Regions from separate parts of the Mus musculus genome. Here region 2 is linked to region 1. A link is a contact called in public promoter capture Hi-C data. All regions are on one chromosome and are shown on one strand. The core of a region is the stretch at or near the end of the contact, and the rest is flanking DNA. Distances in the headings are between cores, read along the strand shown. Region 1 holds the start of Qsox2 (quiescin Q6 sulfhydryl oxidase 2). Region 2 holds the start of 1700007K13Rik (RIKEN cDNA 1700007K13 gene).

Region 1 (7,321 bases), core at 939-3,438:
GTATAGGATTTCAGAGGCTATCAGAGTTTTTTGCTCAACAGATATCTAAGGGACTCTCCCTTCCTCTTCCTCTTTTCCCCTTTCCAATAAGTGAGATTATAGGATGGTTCTGAAGCCATCTGGATGGAATTACAATCTGGTAAAATAAAACCTTGGGCCACAAGGAGTTTAAGGAACTACTTTTCCTGTAAATGAGTTCCTTGTGAAATTCCTAGAAACCTGCAGGTTTAGATCGAAAAGACACAAACATGGCTTGCTGCTACTTTAACATCCTTATTTTAAAATGTTGTCTCTGTGTCAGCAAATGTTAACTGCATTGGAATTCTTGACTATCAGCTAGAGACAAGCGTCAGCCAATCTCCAGACTCTCTCATATCCCCTGAAGTTTCCTTATCCATCCTGCCTCAGACTTTCTTGCCTTCTGTGTAGAGTTGGGACCTGAAGATCAAGCTCTCCCATCCCAGGCTGGCCTTGTCCAGATCCTTTCCACATACAAACTGAGGGTCAAGAAGCCAGTCCTGCTGGGCATGGTGGCACACGCCTTTAATCCCAGCACTCAGGAGGCAGAGGCAGGCGGATTTCTGAGTTCGAGGCCAGCCTGGTCTACAGAGTGAGTTCCAGGACAGCCAGGGTTACACAGAGAAACTCTGTCTCAAAATTTAAACAACGACGACGACGACGACGACAAAGAAGAAGAAGAAGAAGAAGAAGAAGAAGAAGAAGAAGAAGAAGAAGAAGAAGAAGAAGAAGAAGCCAGTCCTACTCTCATGACTGCCTCCCCCCACCCTACCCCCAGGCAGTTTCCCTACCAGTCTCTCTGGTCCCTTGTCCTGCTTATTCATCCTCTGGTGACCATTAAAAATCAAATAGCTTCTCTGTATTTGTCTCCCAACCATGTCTCCCTGTTGCAGGATATTTGATCACAATGTAAACCCCAAGACTGTGTTATTTACTGAGAATAAAACCGGTTTCTAGTTGTGGTGTGGCTCAGCCCTTAGCACACACCTTTAATCCATGAGCTTTCTGTTTATTGTAAACAGTATAGATTAGATATAGATATAGATATAGATATAGATATAGATATAGATATAGATAGGCTTTTCAAGACAGGGTTTCTCTGTATAGCCCTGGATGTCCTGGAACTCACTCTGTAGACCAGGCTGGCCTCGAACTCAGAAATCTGCCTGCCTCTGCCTCCCAAGTGGTGGGATTAAAGGTATGCGCCACCACGCCTGGTTTATTGTAAACAATATTAAATAGGTCAAGAGGAAGAACAAGAGACCAGTTGACAGGGAGTGAAGTAGGAAAAACCGTACAGTGAGAGATCAGGTAGACAAACAGGAAGTAGAAGAGATTACATATTCTCTCTAGTGTTTGGAGAAAGCAGAACATTAGCATAGGAAAGTAGACTGAGTGATTGGAGAAGCCAGACATGGTGGTGCACATGTGTAATCCCAGTCCAGGGAGGCAGGAGGACAGATTCAGGCACATAGTGAACTCCATGCCAGCCTTAGAACCCTGTCTAAAAAAGAAGAGTCAGGTCTACCTCTCCTTTCTACCATCTTAGCAGGAAGCCAGCCAACTTTACCAGGTGGTTCTACTGTATCATGTGGGTTATAAAAAGGTCAAGGGATCATCGTGGATGTTTGAAGTTGACAGGTAAAATCATAGGTTGCATGTAAAATCTAGGATTCATGCTACATAAGAAATACAGGCATATAGCAAATATTTTTTCGATCTGTTTTTGTCCTATTAAATCTGCATTTCAGACTGAAAATCTTGGCCTGGTGTTTACTCAACATTCAACATGGCACGGGCTATTTCCCCTTGCTAAATCTGGCTACTTAGGCCCAGGACTTTCACTAGGTGAAAATTGCTTGCGGGTTTTAAGATTTTTAAGAGTTTTTTTTAATTGGGATAGGGCCAATGACCAGAGGCAGGGGCGGGGCCAGGAGCACAGGGGCGGAGCAGACTTAAGGAATGAGGCGGGGCCTACATTCTGGGGCGGGAACAATGTTCGGGGGCGGAGCAAAAAAGCGAGCTGTGCGGGACCTGGAATGACCAGTGCTGGGGAGGGGGGTCAAATTACGAGGGCGGGGCGAGAACGAAGAGTAGTGCCTGGGAAGATTAGCGGATTCGGGGGCGGGGCTAGTGCCTAGGGCGGGACCGGCGCGCGCAAGCACGTGACGCCGGTTGCCAGGGTGAAAGGTCAACGCGCCGGCGGCACTCCCAACATGGCTGCCGCCCGGGCTGTGGCGCGGGATCCAGGAGCTTATGCGCGGCAGCCACCGTCTCTTCGAGCCGCGCGGCTGCCGCGGCTGCTCTTCCTGCTGGCGGTGGTGGCGGCAGTGGGGCCCCGGGAGGGCGGCGGGGCGCGGCTCTACCGCGAGGGCTCAGACGCCGTGTGGTTGCTGGACAGCGGCAGCGTGCGGTCGGCCACGGGCAACAGCTCAGCCGCGTGGCTGGTGCAGTTCCACTCGTCGTGGTGCGGCCACTGCATCGGCTACGCACCCACCTGGCGAGCGCTGGCGGCGGACGTGCGAGGTGAGGGCCCCGCGCGCCGGTGGACGTTCCTCCGACGCAACAGCTACGTGGGCGAAGCCCCACAGATGGGGCCGATGGCTTTCCTGAGGTCGCCAGCTCAGAACACCGACTTCAACATGTCCCCAACCACTTATCCTAGCCACTACCCGATCAGTTTGACTTTCCCCATACCCAGCAATTGCATTTCAGAGGCTACCCTCTCCACTCAGGAAGGTCCCCATTCCTGTCAAACCTCAGCCTCGTTTGCTAGGTAGCCGACCATATGGTGGGCATTGGGCTGAGAAACTTAGATACCCACTCTGGGGACTGCTCTGCAACAGCAGAAAGTTTACAAAGCGTCTTCTTGCTGGGCTTCTGGGTCACTAGCCATAGCTTTCAGGAAATCTTCCCATATATGTTTAGTTACTCACCTTTGTAGAACTCAGACCCCTTGGAGCAGCTCCTGTAAATGGAATTTAAGTGGCCTTCCCAGCACTGGCTTACATTTGGCTTCACTGGCTTACAACTGTTGAACTAACCTCTAATTACAGATCTCTCAGGGCAAGACAACAAATTGTTACTCTTTTTCCTGCACCTTTGGTTTTAGGTCTGATGTTGAACACTGCTGTGTTCTTCTTAAACAGATTTGCAAAGAAGCCCTTTTTCCAAGTACGCAATTGCAGATGACTATTTTAAAATGTTTACCCTCTCTTTCCTCATTGTTGGGGCACTTTGACTTATATTTTTTTATTTTTTTGAGACAGTTTCATGACGTTGTCCAGGCTGGCCTTGAATCCATTGACCTCTGCTTTGGTCCTTATGTAGAATCTAATGACATTGTTCTCTTGGGTCGTAAGTTTTCTTTTTCTTTCTTCTTAATACTTAATTTGTTTTGAATTACATGGGCGTGGGTGTGTGCAGGTGAGTGCAGTTTCCCTTGGAAGGCAGAGGTTTTGGATTCCCTGCAGCTGGAATCAGAGGTGGAGGGAGCTGGGAATGACACTCCAGACTGAAAGAGCAGTGTGTGGGGTTTTCTTTGTTTGCCTCTTTATTTATAGTTTTTCAAGCCAGGGATTCTCTGTGTAGTCTTGGCTGTCCTAGAACTCACTCTATAGACCAGGTTGGCCTTGAACTCAGAAAGATCCGCTTGCTTCTGCCTTCTGAGGGCTGGTATTAAAGGCGAGCACCCACAACACCCTGATGCAGTCTGTGCTTTTAAACTTTGAGCCATCTCAGTTTCCTTAAGTCCTTGACAAGCACTAGCCAAAAGTGAGACAAGACAGTGAAAAGACAGTTTATACACTGGTTTTTTGTGGGGGTTTTATTTTTATTTTTTGCCACTCAATAGAGGAGAGGATTTTCCATTTCTTAATGCTTGTTGGTGGACCTGCAGGTGACCCTGGCAAGACTTGTTGGCAGCTTTTTTGCTTATATCAGTTCTGGCTTTCAATCTGGTAGCTAACTTGTACAAGCCACATCACGTGTTATAAGCTGGCTCTTCTATTAACCAAACCAACAGAGAGTGCTGCAGTTGTCCCCGGAATTTGAAAGGAAGAACAGTTCCAAAAGTGCCACAGTAAAAATGCACAGCTAATGCTGTGGTTGGCTTAGTGAACTGCAGTTGTCTTTAAAGAGTGACTGGTGCCTAGAAGATGGGGCAAGGTGTGGTGAAAGTGAAAGCTGACTGGCAGGGGCAGGTGAGGGCCTGAAGAGGGGTGCAGGATGTTGAGGGCAGAACTGCCTGAGTCAGGATGTCAGAGGCTCCTGAAGCAAGTCACCTGAGGACTTGGTAGGTGCTAACCCTAGTGTTATCAGTCCCAGCCTAGGCTGCTGGGTGGATCCTAACTTCTGGAGGTGTCTGGTCACCTGTTGTAAGGGATCCTGCCTAACTGCAGGATCCCTTACAACACCTACAGAAGTGATGACATCCCATGTGATGCCTGTCATGTTGGACAGCTTCCCCAGGAAGCTTCTGACTCTCACTCCAGTCCTCCTGTGACAGTGACCTCAGTACCTTCCGTGCCTTGCCTTGTAGACTTGTGTGTAGAATATGGGAAGCACTAGACCTTCTGCCTGGCCTCCACTTGGCTATGCTTCCTGCTGGCTTCCTGCCTGGGTGATCTAACAGGACAGAGGGTGCTTAGGGGTAATCAGTCACCTGTGAGTTGGACATGCAGGCCTTGTATTGGGTCCTCCCCAGTAGTTTCTTCCTGCCTCCATGAAATAGCACCTAGTGGCTTCTCCTAGTCCCGACCCTAGTCTCTGGTTGGACTGGCTGTGTTGCCATGGTTGACAATTAGCTAGAAGGTACTTTATGCTTGTCTTCCTGCTCCTCAATCTTTTCTAATTGAATGAGCAGCTGGAAAAGGTCGTGGGGGTTGGGGTGGGGGTGGGGGTCCCCAGCTTGTGTCTGGAGGGAGGGCGTCCTCAATCTTGTGTCTTAGGTTGAGGACACCTGCCACTTCCTCAAAAACGTATGGTGAAGTTTTTTTCTCTTCTCTGACTTTGCGGGGAAATAGCGGTTTTCCTTATGACAGATAGGCTAACAAAAGATCTACTGTTCAGTGGATCCAAAGGCCATTCTCATATTTATGTGGCTCTGGCTTGGGCCTTTCTTATCTTAAGTATTTCCCAGAACAAACCCTGCTCTGTTGAAATCTGTTATCTCAAACTGTCATGTTTAGCACAATCTGAGTTGGCAGTTGACACCTGCACTTATTCTCCTGGGCACTGAAGGATTTCTGTAGAGACCTAGGAGAACAGGAGTGTGCCCTGAAGCCTGTGCCCCTAAGCTCTTGGTGACCTCGGGGCTCTTTCTCTCCCCTTCAGTCCTCCGTGGAGAGAGAACACATCTGTGGTTGCCCCTAAAGTTGTTGGTGAAGGACTTGAAAGGAGACCTGGCAGGTACTCACCACAGCATCTAGAATGTGTCCAGAGCTGTCTGGCAAGGAGGTGTTTAGTCTCTGATATTGCAAATAATGGTACCAGGTGACAGACAGGCCACGTGATTCCAGAGCCCCTTTGGCTCACTTCCTGTGTCCCTCTAGAGGACATTGCGAATTGAGAGTAGGAGATGTTGGACAGGTGGCTAGGCACAGAGTGTGTTATCCACAGGCAGAAACACAGGTGAGTGCTCTGTCACTGCTGCCAGCGGTAGTGAGGCCTTCATGCCTCCCCTCTGTTCCTCCTTCCCATGGCGCCCGGTGCCTTCTGCTTGCACAGGCTATTGAAGATGGCTGCTTAGTATTTGCAGAGTGCTCATTATCCATGAGAACAGGCAGAGGGACACTGGGGACAGCAGTTGCTGAGGAGTATGGTAGAGTCCAGAGTCCTGGAAACTACAGATGGCAGAACCAAAGTAACTCTTTTTTTTTTTTTTAAGATTTATTTATTTATTATTATATGTAAGTACACCGTAGCTGTCTTCAGATGCACCAGAAGAGGGCGTCAGACCTCATCACGGGTGGTTGTGAGCCACCATGTGGTTGCTGGGAATTGAACTCAGGACCTTCGGGAAGAGCAGTCAGTGCTCTTACCCGCTGAGCCACCTCTCCAGCCCCCCAAAGTAACTCTTAACACAAGGGTATAAAAAGTAAGGACTGCTTAGAGAACCGTGGGGTCGCTGGTTCCCATAGCCAGGGCAGTGGAAGAGAGTAGTGTCTCCTCCGGTCAGCTCAGGGGCTCTGCAGGCCACTGCAGGATGGGTGCTTACCCTTCAGGAGCCTTTGCACATTTCAGCAAGGAGAGGGAGAAAGGATTTGCCGTGTAGCCCAGTCTTGTCTTCAAAGCTGGAATCCTTTTGCGTTTGCTTTTTGATGTTGGGGTTACAGGTGTGCACTGCCTCACCCAACTGTATAGATAGATTTAGGCCAAAGTTTGCCTAAAGCCAGAATGAGGAAGGATCCGTACCAGGAGGCTTTTGTGGCCCACGGCTTTTCAGCCCAGGGTATGACGGTGTTCCCAGCCTGGCCAGCTTTCCCCTTTCAGCTGTTTTCCTCCTCGGCCACAGGGGGCCTCAGGTCCTGTGATCTCACCCTGGTTAGCACTGCACAGAGGCTGATGGTCATTTCTCAGTAATTTCTCACTAGCCCTAGCTAAGGTTGTATGAACTGCTCCCGGTACCCACTCAGTAGAGGTGGGGTGGGCTGGCACTGAGAGAACTCTGTCCTAGCTACCTCCTGTCCCTGGAGGACTCACGTTCTGTCCCTCCAGTGTTCCTTGATGACATGGGTTCCCTCCGTGAGAGTCTGCTTTGTGTGTGTGTGTGTGTGTGTGTGTGTGTGTGTGTGTGTGTGTGTGTTTGTTTTCTGGAACTCACTCTGTAGACCAGGCTGGCCTTGAACTCAGAAATCTGCCTGCCTCTGTCTCCCAAGTCCTGGGATTAAAGGTGTGAGCCACCACTGCCCGGCACTAGAATAATCTTAACTGCTGAGCCATCTCTCCAGACCTGAGAATCTGCTTTTAATTTTTGGAAATTATATTTTGATGCTACAGGGAAAACTCGTGGTCAGGATTCCATCAGTGGTAAATGACCTTGTTAACAAATATATCTGAAAAGGGCACGCTCTGTGCACCCCCACTGCTCCTGACAGAGCTGCAGCAATGTTCTCTTTCTACCACCTTGTGGAGGCCTCAGACTGCTGAGACACTGTGGACAAGCCAGGCTCTCTCCTTCTCAAGCCAGCAGGTGCCTCATATGGGATCAGAGGGCAGGCTCTACCTGTGAAATGACTGCTGTGAGGCTGAAGGAGGAGAGCCAGTGGTGTCTCCACCATACTTGTACGAGGCACTTGGAGCT
Region 2 (6,854 bases), core at 4,173-6,672, 2.2 Mb before region 1:
AATGCCTGGAAACCCCATGACTGATTAGCTCATACCAAAGGTCCATACAAATCATGCCACCATGAAATTCACTTTGCCTGTGCTGGCCATAACAGGTCAGGCCATTATGGACACTGCTTTGTCTATGCTGCTCATTGTGATAATGCATGCTCGACCACCTTGCCTTTGGTGATCCGTGCTGTCACCCTGCGGGGGCCCAATTAAACCCACTACATTTAATTCATCCAACAGAGCAAGCATCTCCAACCCTAAGGTCTAGGACAAGGAAAAGGGCAACAGCAAAGCTCTTCAAATGTGCTGGTGTCCCTCTTACATGACAGGGTTAGTGAGAGGCTTGTTTCCACCACCTTCCCATCATGGAGGATTAGATTTTACAGTGTGCCACTCTAGCACTGCAGTTTCCCTGAGCCTTAAGAGCCCTTCATCACTACTAAGCCAAGAGTTATCAGGTATCCCCAACTCCTTTTCAGTATGATTTGAGGGTCCCTGCAAGCATCAGGGCCTATGAAAGGCAAGAAAGAAAACTTGCCTGACTTAGTTGGTACGGGTTCAAAGTTCTAGAGAGTCTGACACCAGGTGGTTTACTGTAAACATATATTAAAATAGTACAATTCTGGAAAAGTTTCCTGATGTAATACAATCCCGGGTATAAGAGGCATAATTACATTGAAACTCAGCTCAAAGTACACCGACCACAAAGATGGGTCCTATAGCTTAAGGGCCTAGGATCTGGTATGGTCTCTGACCAAGATAATGTAGAGGTCAGCAGGTTATAAAATACTTGTGACATCTCCCCTAAGCATGGATTTTATTGGTGGAGAAACTAAGTTAAAAATAAAGGTCTAGGAAGGAAGAGTCCAAGACAAACATTTAGGGGGCATTTGGGTGAGGTCTGGCTCTACAAATAGCAAAGGTCACCAGGTCATTAACAACATCCACGCCCAGTCCTCTGGGTGGGAAACAGGTATGGATTTCCTTCTTTGGGGAGTCAACCCTATGTGATTAACATTCCTGGTTTCCTTGGTGATCTGTGGGCTCAAGGACTTTTGTGCTCCCATCAGTAGGTTCTTTTAAAAAATACTTCAGCCAAACATGGAACAAACTTTTGACACCTTTTTTCACTGTGCGAGCTTCCATATTAAACATAAGAGCTCCAGAGAAGCCCATATCCATAAAACTCAGCCTGATTCAGTTTTATGTTCTTTCCATTACCCCAAACCTTTAAAATCCATTCCCACATATATTCCCCAGACTTCTGCTTGAATGAATTAGCAAACTCATTAAGTTCTTTAGTAGTGCAGCACAATGCATGGACTATACTTCCTATCTTCCCTCTGGGAGCCTGCTTAGCCTGGTTACAGGTCTAGAGGCAACTACTGGGGGTCCTGAGGGACATCAGTGTTGGTTTTGCTTGGAATTTTCTTCAGAGAATGAAGGATTAATTAGCAGACAATGGAGGATTAATTTTAACTGAAAAGCGGAAACTTGGCTAGCTATGTTCAAGTCTTAATGGATGCCAGAGGCCATGTGACTAGGTACTTTACCTGAGTTTGTTCCCAGAAAAGAGACAGATAAGGGTTAGCTCAAGATCATTGGACTTTGGGGTGGCCATATCTAAGGAAATAGGACTGTGGTGCTGATGCTGAGGACAGGGAGTGGGGACACAGACCAGGGTTGGACAAGGACCTTCCTGCTCAGAAGAGGGCTGGCTATCTAGTGTGGGAGAAGGGCTTTCTGTTATGGGGAATGGCTCTTATCAGGCACAGGAGATGTCCCACTGCCCTCGGACCCCTTGGGACTCTGCAGCCGATGCAGGGCCTCCATCTGCCTCCTCTTCTCCTTGGCCCTGTTGATGGTTGTCCGGAAGAGCTTGCAGAAGAGCTGGATAGCTTGGGGCGAGTCGTCGTTGCCAGGGATAGGGTAAGTGATGAGGCATGGGTTGCAGTTGGTGTCCACAATGCCCACTGTGGGGATGTTCATCTTGGCTGCATCCCTCACAGCCACATGGGGTTCAAAGACATTGTTGAGTGTGTGCAGAAAGATGATGAGGTCTGGTAGGCGGACTGAAGGCCCAAAGAGGAGTTGTGCGTTAGTCAGCAAGCCACCCTTGAAGTAGCGGGTGTGGGCGTACTCCCCACAGGCCTGGGCTGTAGTCTCAATTAAGTGAGAGAACTGACGATTCCGGCTCACAAACAGAATGATGCCCTTGCGGTAGGCCACGTGCGCGGTGAAGTTCAAAGCCAGTTGGAGATTCAAGGCTGTCTGATCCAGATCGATGATATCTTGGCCCAGGCGGTTCCCAAAGATGTACGGCTCCATAAACCTGCCAAAAAACCCCCAGGGTAAACGGACCCGTGTGCGTGGAGCTGCCCTGCCCCTTCCACAGCCACCTACCTACCAGCCACCCAGGCTCTTACATTTACCAACTCCCACTACTCCTGCCTAGGGAGTGATGGGCTGGGGACACAGGTGTGGACTTGCGCACAGACAATCAGGTTTGTGGCTCAACCTGTCCCACCTTCTCCCTGTGGAGATTTGAGAACCAACTGCAGATAAACATGAACCCAACCAAGGTGCTCTGCCCAGTTTAACTCTCTAGGGCCACTTCTGTTCTATACAGCAGGTCCTCTCCACCGGGCTCCCCCGCCTGCCATGACCCTCAGTTTTCACCCTGTCTGTGAACCAGCATCAATACTAGCACTGCACTTGGTGTTGCCGCAGACACCCCCACCCTGCCCCCACTTCCAACCCTGACCCAACTCCACCACTCTGCCCACACGGCCTGTGCCAACTACCTATGGCGGCAACCAGCTTTATGTCCCAGGTGTACTCGGGCCTCGAAGAGGCTCTTCACAGAAAACAGCTCCTTGACATTGAAGAAATCCGAATGCTGTAATGGCGTATCTAGGATCCTGCTCTGGAAATCTGAAAAAGAGAGTAAGGGCAGACACTGTGGCCCATCACCAACCAACCAAAGACTCACCAGTCTCCTGGGAGTGGGAAACTCAAAGCTGTGAGGAAACGCCAGGAAAGATCTGGAAGACACAGGGGCATTTTTGCAACACCGAGGGACTAGTGTCAAGGTCTAAAGTGACTGTGTGCGGGGAAAACCTGGCCAAGTCCTCTTCCCTTAATCTCCACAGATGTAAGAGGAAAACGAACCAGGGGCCTCGTTGACTTCGGGTGCCTTAAACGCCCCTCCAGAAGACCAGCAAGATGGACAGATACAAAAGTAAGTCTTCACGGGTTTCGAGAGCTACCAGGCCACAGGGGTTCTATCTCCCTCCCACCACACTTAGATTGGTACTGGGTTCCTTTGGGGACCCTGCAATGACAACCTCTCCACGATTCCGCGCCCCGGCCCAGCTCCACCCGCTGATCTTTACCGTCGCCATCCTGGGGCTCGCTGACTGCGGGGACCGGGGCTCCCGTGACCTTCCTACCATTCTGCTCCGCAGGGCCCGGGATCGCCTTCTGCAGGAAACCTGGCCAGCGCCGCACACCTGCGGGGAAAGAGCCGGTGGGGGCGCGTCCAACCCTCGTCCCTGTCCTCCCCTCTCGGATCCCCGGGTTCCCCCCATCTCCGAGATTCACCGCGCTCACCTGCACACAGCAGCCGGGTCAGCACGGCCGGAGCGGGCGCCATGGCGGGCGCGTGGACAGAGATCCTGCAGAGACTCTTCCTGCCCGGCAGAGCGCCTCCTCCTCTGAGCGCGCGGGGTCGCAGCGCCGCTTGCTGGCCCGGAGGACCCTCTCCGCTGTGCACCGCTCGCTGCGCCCGCATCCTTGTAAATGGGCGAGTTGGCACTGTGACCAGTGGTCTGCACTCAGCTGGGACGTGGGGCTGAGCTAGAATGAGCGACCTCTCACCCACAGCTCGTTCCTCTCGATAAAATTACAGCATCCTCTGGAGGAGGCGACCCTCTTGTTCAAATTGGTTTTTAGAGGTTGTTTTTAGGGTTGCTGTTTTTTTTTGTTGTTGTTTTTGTTTTTGTTTTTGTTTTGTTTTGTTTTGTTTTTCCTGAGACCCGGTTTCTCCGTAGCCTTGAGCCTTGACTGTCATGGTATTCGCTATGTAGACCAGGTTGGCTTGAACTCAGAGAGCAACCCGCCTCTGCCTCTGGAGAGCTGAGATTGAAGGCATGCCCTACCACCGCCCCGTTTATTGTTTGTTTTATAAGTGCATTAAAAAAAACTATTTATTTTATGTATATGAATACACTGTGACTATCTTCAGACACACCAGAAGAGGGCATCAGATCCCATTACAGATGGTCGTGAGCCACCATGTGGTTGCTGGAAATTGAACTCAGGACCTGTGGAAGAGCAGTCAGTGCTCTTAACTGCTGAGTCGTCGCTCCAGCATGCATTTTTTTTATTTTTTAACATTTGTTTTAGTTTTACTTATTTTTTGCCTACATGTATGTATGTGTACCTTGTGAGTGCCTTGTCCCTGTGGAGAGCAGGTGTCTGACCTCCAGGAACTAGAGTTAAAAGTGTTTATGAGTCACCTTGTAGGCTCTGGGAGTTGAATCCAGGTTCCCTACAAGAGCAATGAATGCCCTAAATTGCTGAGCCATCTCTCCATCCCCAAATTACATTAAACTATGACGACAACAACGATGACATTGACAATGATGACGACGACGATGACAGCAACAACAACAACAACAATCTCCCTGACTGGCCAGACATTCATAGAGATCTGACTGCCTCTGTCCCCTGGGTGTTGGAATTATTGGTGCACACCACCACACTGTGCCCTAAGTAATTTTTTATTGTTTGTTTTAAAATTACTATTTATTTTTATTATTGTTGTTAAGACAGGGTTTCACTATATACTCCTGACTGGTCTAGTACTCTCTTTTTAAATCAGGCTGGCCTCGAACTCAGAGATCTGCCTCCTGGCATTGCGCTAGCACGTCATTAATGCTGAACTATGTGCATGGTTCACAAGATCATTTTTTATATTTCACCAATATATGGCCTAGGATTCCCTAAATTTAGCAGCACCTCACATCTAGATTTAGGCTGAGTTGTGGGGGTATTGGGTGATAGAGGCCATGGCCAGGACAGTAAACGACAGACTTGTACTTGCTCAGGCAGAGATTGGAAGCACCTAATTCCTGCCTATTGGCTGGTGAAATCCCAGGTTCTAAGGTTTCATTCGTCCAGGATCTGCCTCCTAGTGCATTTTGGGACGATACAAGGATGTTCCCACAGTCCCAGAAAAAGGTCAGCGGATCTCCCTGAGGAGCAGCGTGTGGAAGCTTGGAATTCCTTGTTTAGAACTTACGGTCTCCTTTGTTATTCGCCCTCGGGAAGATTCTAGACTTGCCTACAGCTAGCTGCTAGCCAAAGCAACCTACAAAAGACCGCCCCACCTCCTGATCAGGTGACTTCATTGCCTAGCAACAGGACGCCTTGCCGCAGCAGGCACAGACTTGATCTGGGCTAGTTTCCTGCGGGAGGCCAAATGTCTGAAGAAAAACCTCAACAGTCCGCGGAGGAGCCGGAGCCGGGGGAGCCCAAGGCTAAGCCCGCCCCAGAGGAGCCGGAGCCGGGGGAGCCCAAGGCTAAGCCTGCCCCAGAGGAGCCGGAGCCGGGGGAGCCCAAGGCTAAGCCTGCCCCAGAGAAGACCAGCGACTACTACCGCATTAGCGAGAAGCTCCCAGTCAGGTTCAACAACCCGGGGTGGTTTCATGGCTACGGGTAAGGAAGACTGAGGTTACCTTCTTCATGCAGCAGGGCGGCCCTAGCTTTGGCCATGTGTTTGAGAACTCTCAAGTGGCTGTGGCTACTGAGGTCAAAAGGAGCCAGTCATGAACCTTTATTTGTGTCATCATTACTGTTAGGGTCCTGCTGTCTGAGCAACCACAGAGTGAACGTGTGTGAATATAGCCTTGTTGCAGGCAGGGGATGTCTCTATTTTTAAAGCTTCCCTGAAAGCTGTACACCTTACAGGGCAGCCTGGTTTTCGGGGAAGTAAGGATGGAAACCTTCTTGACTTGTGTGAAGCTGGTGCAGGCACACTCCCTTTCCACGAGTAAGAAGACAACTTGCTGAGGCCTCGGGTGTGAAGAAGAGCGGCTGGTAGCCTCTATCACAGGCCACAGTCTCACAAACTAGATTTCTTACCTCCTTCCCTCCTGACAGGAGCTTGGCCTCTGTAAGGTTGGGGCTCAAAAGCAGAGGGACTTCCAGGGTCTGGAAGTTGAGACGCTGTCTCCGAGGTAGCTTACATACCTGGCAGTGGTAGTCTGTGCCAAAGTCCCACCAAGACCCCTCCGCCAGCATTTGCTGGCTGGGTGTTCTCTAGGGTTTCCCTTTGGAAAGATCAGGGGCCATGGCCAGCAGAGGAGGCCAGAGAGAAAGGTCTGCTGGGAGAGAGTGCTCTCAGTGGGAGCCCCGTGGACATGGTATTGCCACCGTCAGGGACAATAAAGTTCCATCAATCAAATTCTTCCAGGCTATGACCTGGCTGACTTATTCTGAGTATGTGTGAGAAACAGTGCATCTCTCTCCCACAGGACCAAGGAAGCTGTTTCCATGTACAGGACCAGTAACCAAACCTACGGAAGCAGAGCCCCCACGGTGCATGAGATGCCAGTAAGTGCAAGCCAGGCCTGCCAGGACGAGGGCCATCTGGAAAAGCAGACTTATGAGGAGTCAGAGTTGGGAATCAGCGTCCCACGTTGTAAATGCATGGCACCTCAAATCGAGTTAGGACAAGGCGGGGCAGAGAGATGATAGAATGCAATTTCAAAGCAGAATAGATTGTAGACAGGAAAGTCCAAGTAAACTTGCTTCCACGTTCTCCTCCCCATCAGACAGGCACGCACACCTTTGCCCGG

The links. Capture Hi-C pulls out chosen DNA fragments and counts their contacts.
Region 2: a promoter capture Hi-C map of liver shows a contact between it and region 1, with 2.7 times the contacts expected there. The contact joins the promoter of 1700007K13Rik here to the promoter of Qsox2 in region 1. A contact is called at or near these places in 1 of 39 promoter capture datasets (liver) and 1 of 9 other capture datasets (liver).

Annotation. Positions count from the first base shown.
Region 1 is chr2:26,232,266-26,239,586 of GRCm38.p6, reverse strand. It overlaps Qsox2 (quiescin Q6 sulfhydryl oxidase 2), which reads left to right and starts at 2,188. Exons shown (of 12, transcript NM_001302956.1): 1 at 2,188-2,544. The coding sequence starts at 2,235.
Region 2 is chr2:28,464,892-28,471,745 of GRCm38.p6, reverse strand. It overlaps 1700007K13Rik (RIKEN cDNA 1700007K13 gene), which reads left to right and starts at 5,422. Exons shown (of 3, transcript NM_027040.1): 1 at 5,422-5,712; 2 at 6,531-6,609. The coding sequence starts at 5,477. It overlaps Mrps2 (mitochondrial ribosomal protein S2), which reads right to left and starts at 3,680. Exons shown (of 4, transcript NM_080452.3): 1 at 3,604-3,680; 2 at 3,387-3,503; 3 at 2,796-2,925; 4 at 569-2,323. The coding sequence starts at 3,646. The coding sequence ends at 1,738.